Linked DNA regions of Danio rerio: region 1 is linked to region 2. The links are chromatin contacts, called in public HiChIP or PLAC-seq maps. All regions are on one chromosome and are shown on one strand. The core of a region is the stretch at or near the end of the contact, and the rest is flanking DNA. Distances in the headings are between cores, read along the strand shown.

Region 1 (3,168 bases), core at 470-2,969, 150 kb before region 2:
CTGGATCCATCTAATAAAATAAAATAATAATAATAATAATTCAACGTTTAAATTCACCAAGAAGTCGAATATTTTTCGTGAGAATACTGTTAAAGAACTGTTACTTGTCTGAGCAGACTTTTCCTTTGGTTTCACCGCTTGACTCAGAGCCCGGGAGAAATGCTCATCCACCATGCTGTTGATGTCTCCTTGGAAGTAGGTGAGAAGGACACTACCGGACTGCTCCTTAGTTTTCTTAGCCACTGGGTTCATTAGATCCTCCTCCATCACTAATCTAGATACTGCAGGAATGGTGTAGCATACATTGCTCATCATGTGTGATGACTTTATGTTTTTTAATGTAAAATTGCAATAGCATCCCATCATTTTATGATGTTTTTTGTATGGGGTTGATAAATGAAAGGATAAGAATAGCACAGACTGTATTATGTTCTGCATTTAATCATTAGAATTTAGCTGAATCAATGGTTCCTTGAAGAACCTTTATACTCCACATTTTCACCAAACACTGTAAATCATATATTGCTGTCTTATTTTTTTTTTTTAGTTAGGCTTTTCTTGTTATTTAAACTTATATCAGTCAAGCAGACTAGCAAATATTTAGTTCAACTTTGTATAGCTACCTGATTAAATTATTAAATTAAGTTTAAGTAACATAAAAACAAAATAGATAATTAAATGTTCTTCACACTAAAAAACAAATAACTGTGAACAATTTTCTTAAAGTCTTTTTAAGGATAATTTTCTACAGCATTACTGTGAAAATCTGAATTATGGAATATATAGTTACCATTATCAGTTAATTAATAAAAGGTTGGAAGCATTGACTAATTTCAACGGATATTGAGCGTCTACTACATTATTAAAATAGTTTTTTTATTTGCCTGAGCTAACATAAAACGAAGATAAAAAGCTGTATTATAACACTACCAAAGCTGAATAAATATTGTAACAAATGTATTGCTCCTTGTATAAGTCAATACTACAATATGAAATAGATTCAACTATAGCACTTGAAACTTCCTTTTTGAAAATAAGTTTTTGAAAACATCATGTGCTATTAATGAATAAAAGATTACGCCTGTATCACTTGCAGGTAGCCTATATGTTATTTATCAAATTATGTAAATTATGTTTAAAACTTATTTCTGGAAAATGCAAAGAATTGTCTAAGTTTTTTCTAATAACATAAATGCAAATAGTATAATAGATTATTTAAAATATGTTCTTTTCTTGACTCCTTGATCGACGATAGTTTTCTGACAGTATTCAACATTAGTCAACAAATGCAACATTTAAAGGTATAGTAATTTATATAATTAAACACATATATTTAAATCAGTATTAAATGCAATATTTAGTTAACAATGCGGCAGTTCAGTTCATTAAGAAATCTTAGAAATTGGCATAATATTAAAACCCACAAACGCATGTTTTCAGACGTAAAATATAAAAGGTGAAACGTTACATTTATGTTGCAGTTATTTTAAAATGAAATGATTGCAGAAAATAGCCTCCACTTTTTTATACTCACCGTATCAAAAAATGTGAGATCTTGCTCGTTTTAATCGCTGCAACCCGATGAATCACAGTGATAAAGTAAAGGTAACATCCGCCACGTAAACATGCTGCAGGTAAACCAGTTAAATCGTTTCTCTTTGAGCAGAAGTTAAACTGATCAGGCGACTAAACTGCGACACGTTTTGCTCTTAAACGCGGGGCGTCAATCTCTGAACTTTAACCAGTATGAGTAGAATGTGACTGAACGAGTTTAACTGTCGACTCCACAGGAAAAAGACACTGACAAAACTAATGTTTTTAGGACATGTTGTTTTATTTCCTTTCACCGTTGACACTGCGGATCAGACTAAAATGTTTTCAGTCATTTTGTTTGCAAATGTATCTATCTAATAAATATTCTGTAAGCAAAGACAAACAAACTTGATATAAAGTATGCAGATGGATTAACCAAAACCCTCTTAACGTAGCATATTATGTACAAAACATCTGAATTTTATAGCACTTCTCATTACCGCTGGCAGAAAAAAACCTGCTAATTTTTTTTAATACTGATAGTCTAAAGCAAGAATTTTTTTATCAAGCTATTTCATTGTTAAACTATATATAAGTAAGTATATATTTTATGTATTTACTTATAATTTATTTATATTTTTTTACAAATGGATAATGCATTACTGAAATGACACTCCATTACATACATTACATAACATAACCTTCTTAAAGGAATAGTTCACCCAAAAATGAAAATGTACTCATTATTTACTCACTCTCAAGTGTTTGCAAACCTTTATGAGTAAGACGATATTTTGAAGAATGCTATAATTTTCCATAGTTTTTCCTACTATGAAAGTCAATGGTTACAGGTTTCCAGTTTTCTTTAAAATATCTTCATTTGCGTTCAACAGAAAAAAGAAACTCATAACAGTTTGAAACAAGTAAAGAGAGAGTAAGTGTTGGCATCATTTTCATTTTTAGGTGAACTATGCCTTTATTTAATCTCCCTGGCTGGAAGAAATAAATAAATAATTAGTGAGACAGATTTAAATCAATGAAACAAGGAGCTTTCTAGAAATTCCTGTAGAAGTTTTTCAAAGGCTTCATTTAAGATCACTACAAAAGAAAAAAATGAATCTTCTGATTTTTTTCATTGTTTACTCTCTTGTTTCAGGAAGTCATCATTGCTGGTCCCTGTGTTTGAGGTATCCGAGATCTTCCTTTCACTGGTAATTTCTGACTTCATGGATGATGAGACTTGTAGACCACCTTTCCCTTTGTCCCCCTTTGGCACAGAACGGCTCCAGTCTATTAAAAAAGAGTACATTTATATATCTTTTTAACTGTAAATAGGAAAAGTTCACTTGTTGAGTACATTTTTAAAGATCACTTCTTTGTATTTCTTGCCGTTATGTGGGTTTTTGTAAAAAGAAGAATTACTATCAGAATATTTCTCTTAGTTGTATTTATTGATTATAGTTAAAGAATAGATTTAGTTGTTTATGTGAGCCAAACCTGAATATTCAGACTCTCTGAATCTTCCACAGCAGAGATGCATCCTCCACTGCTTTCTAACATTGTCTTTCATCAAGCAATAAAACAGGAAGATAAAGAAACCTGAAATACATAAAACATTTGTCTATAGATCTTTCA
Region 2 (3,072 bases), core at 458-2,957:
CTGGGCAATAATTCAGCTTTGATGGGGTTAATTCATTGTAAATAAAAAGTTTTAGTTTTATAGTCATTGGCTGATAAAATTATTTTACTATTCAGAATTTGCAAATAATACTTTTCTGAAATCAAATAATTAAGGAAAAAGTCTGAATTTCCGAAAATAAAACCAACTTTATTTCAATTTCATGTGGAAACCCTTTAGACTCATATGATTTTACACATGTCTTGGAACTTTTAAAAGCTTCAAAATTTGACACCATTTAAATTAGCCGCATTGTTTACTAACCAGCCCAGTATACGCAGGTAAAGCAGTGAGGCAGATTAACTCCTGCTGGACAGCAACACTGTGCACACAGGCCCTGTTTTCCAGTGTCTAAACTACCCTTTGGACAGTCATAATCAAGCATGATGTACTCCAAAACTACCAGATCTCATGCAGCTGTTGCTATTATATAGGAAAAGACGCTGTTCACGGCACACTTCATCAAATGAGCGGGCAGAGATGCAGACGATCACGCCTTTCCTCTCACCGTATATCATCGCCAGTCCAGTCTCGTGCAGAAACCTGAAGCGGCGGTGCTTGAACAGCCATATGGTGAGGATGGTGAGGGTGAGGAGCATGATGAAGATGAGAAGGTCGGCGCTGTCCTGTCTGTGGCTTTCTTCAGCTTTCTTCTCTGTCACGATATTCTCCATCGCGCTGTCTTCTTCAGCTCCGCACTGGCACAGGCAGAGGGAACTCGCCAAAACAAACACATGTACGGGCAGTCTTCTCCAGACACGCATCGCGACTGCCTTCATTTCACTTGTAGAGCCCATGTTTGCATTTCTTTTGGGTGTAAAGGTGTAAGAAGGTGAAGGCGCGATGTTTACGATCGCTGTACATCGGCTGGGGCTTTAGCCGATACCAGCATAGGCTCTTGGAGATTGTTCCTGATTCGCGACGACGCCCCGCCCACTGAACTGACGTCACGTGAAAACGTAGCAAAATGTGTTCGTGCCGGTCATCGGTGGACAAACGGTGCGCAGAAGTTTAACATTTATCTGCATCGTCACTGTTGTCGAACAAAATTAAAATTCATTTTTAGTTTTTTATAAGAAAGACAACTTGTTTAATATACAACAAATACTTAATATTAAAAAAATGTGAAAAATGAAAGCTGGAAACGTCGAATTTGCTGTCAAAGTTTACGCAAAACAAAATATCATTTTGAAATCAATATAAAACTAAAACTGAACTAAAACACAATTAAATATAAATGGCAATTTAAAAAAGTGAAAAAATTACCGTTATAGAACGCAAAAAAATACATAAAAACGTAATAAAAAACCATAAAAACAAATCCAAAATATTTATAAAAACTATGGGAGTGTATTATTTAATTTACACTAAAACAAGAGTGTTTTATTTAGTTTTTTATTGTGTTGTTTAAATCATAGCTGAAATCAAATATATTATACGTTATTTTTTTTTAGAAACTACAAACTGCATGTTTCAAACTGAAGGGGAAATAAATGTTTGTATTAGCACATGAAACATGACTTTTTTAACATTATATTTTATTGTAAAACAGTTAAATTCATCTTGGAAAGTCTACACAGTTAGTTATTTCTGCGTTCTGTTTAAATCAGGTTTAATTGCGTTTTAAAGCGGCAGTGGGCCACCGGAAGTGCGATTAGTGCGGCGGCGGTGATGACGCAGCGCTCATTGACGAGTGCTTCACGCGCCTCGCCACTGGCTCGATCGGTTGTGCTCGAGTGAAAATGGCCTCGTCCTTCTGGAAAGGTGTTGTCGGTATAGGACTATTCGCCTTGGCACACGCGGCTTTTTCAGCGGCACAGCGTAAGTATTGTTGATCCAGAAACTGGAGGTTGAGGACAGACTGTTCTGTTGCTGAGTAGCCGGGGCTGATTGTGCTCTGGCGGCGATGCGGCCTCTCTCTCTCTCTCTCTCTGCAGAGCTCATGACAGCTCCAGCTGCACTCAAACTGCAGAGCTCACTATCTAGACAGCATTTTGGAGTGCGCTCGCACTCGTGTAGTCTGCCCGAAAATGCTGTCTAGGTAGGCAGCTCGCTAGGTTGTGAGACACAACCTTTATAACAGCACAATGAACGCTAAAGAAGTTCTCTTCTAGCTTAAACCACTGATCATGTCTGTCGGATTGAGACTTGTGAACGATCAGATCGTGCCAATGTTTGTCGATGCGTTTAATATTACGTTACGCAGTATGAATTGTATTTCAGATTGTATCCTGATTCTCTTTGCTATGTTACATTACCATATTCAAACTACACCCACAAAGACAGCGTGTTTGTTAACATTTCTTGTGAGGTATCATTAATTCACAAGTAACTCCCAACCGGCATTTGTTTTCTTTCCAAATAATGCTTCATCTGCTATTTTTGCCGTGGTGATGTCCGATTGATTCATTTGAGTCGATTGTTTTTGAATCTTTGACAGTTTCTGTACGTTCACGATAGCTCGGCTCATTGCTCGACTCATTGAACAGAGACTCGTCTTATCTGTGCGTATCTGACCCGTAGAATTGACAATTATCTGTCTTATTATCTTTTAAAACACAATAAAAAGTAACATAATTGAAACGATATCATTTTTTAGAGACTGCCTTACAAAGTAAAATCTCCAATTACTAGCCTGGCATTCATAATGAAGCATGTTTGTTGTTTACACTGGTCTGTTTTACAAGATAAATAAGTACCATTATTTAACAGTCCACATTACTATTATATAACAGGCTGTACCATAAATGATAGAGGTGAAATTGGTTTTATATTGCACATTCGTTTATTAGCAGTCTCTACATTGTTTACCATGTTACTTTGAATATTCGATCGGAATTAGCATGCAAGTATGACTTATAAACAACATTAACACTATCTAATTCACTGTGAACAATGTTGCACTTTGATAGTCATTTCCTGCTAATATGATTTCTCTTTTTAGAATTTGCAAAAAAAAAACTTCTGAAAATGTTTTATTTAGAAGAATGTCTGAATATCCGAATATAAAACCGACTTTATATCCAGTAATGTATATGAATGTTGGTATCATGC

What was found. HiChIP or PLAC-seq counts read pairs in DNA pulled down with a chosen protein or histone mark.
Region 1: a contact with region 2 is called in an H3K4me3 HiChIP or PLAC-seq map of gastrula embryo, with 4 times the contacts expected there. The contact joins the promoter of si:dkeyp-11e3.1 here to the promoter of mmgt1 in region 2. A contact is called at or near these places in 2 of 4 datasets of contacts at active chromatin or transcription factors (embryo and gastrula embryo).

What each region holds. Positions count from the first base shown.
Region 1 is chr14:36,274,779-36,277,946 of GRCz12tu, reverse strand. It overlaps si:dkeyp-11e3.1, which reads right to left and starts at 1,719. Exons shown (of 4, transcript NM_001386249.1): 1 at 1,535-1,719; 2 at 105-281; 3 at 1-10. The coding sequence starts at 267. It overlaps adgrg4a (adhesion G protein-coupled receptor G4a), which reads right to left. Exons shown (of 27, transcript XM_021481193.3): 26 at 3,031-3,132; 27 at 2,177-2,823. The coding sequence ends at 2,666.
Region 2 is chr14:36,126,653-36,129,724 of GRCz12tu, reverse strand. mmgt1 (membrane magnesium transporter 1) reads left to right here and starts at 1,707. Exons shown (of 4, transcript NM_205599.1): 1 at 1,707-1,839. The coding sequence starts at 1,761. slc9a6a (solute carrier family 9 member A6a) reads right to left here and starts at 929. Exons shown (of 16, transcript NM_001098256.2): 1 at 527-929. The coding sequence starts at 815.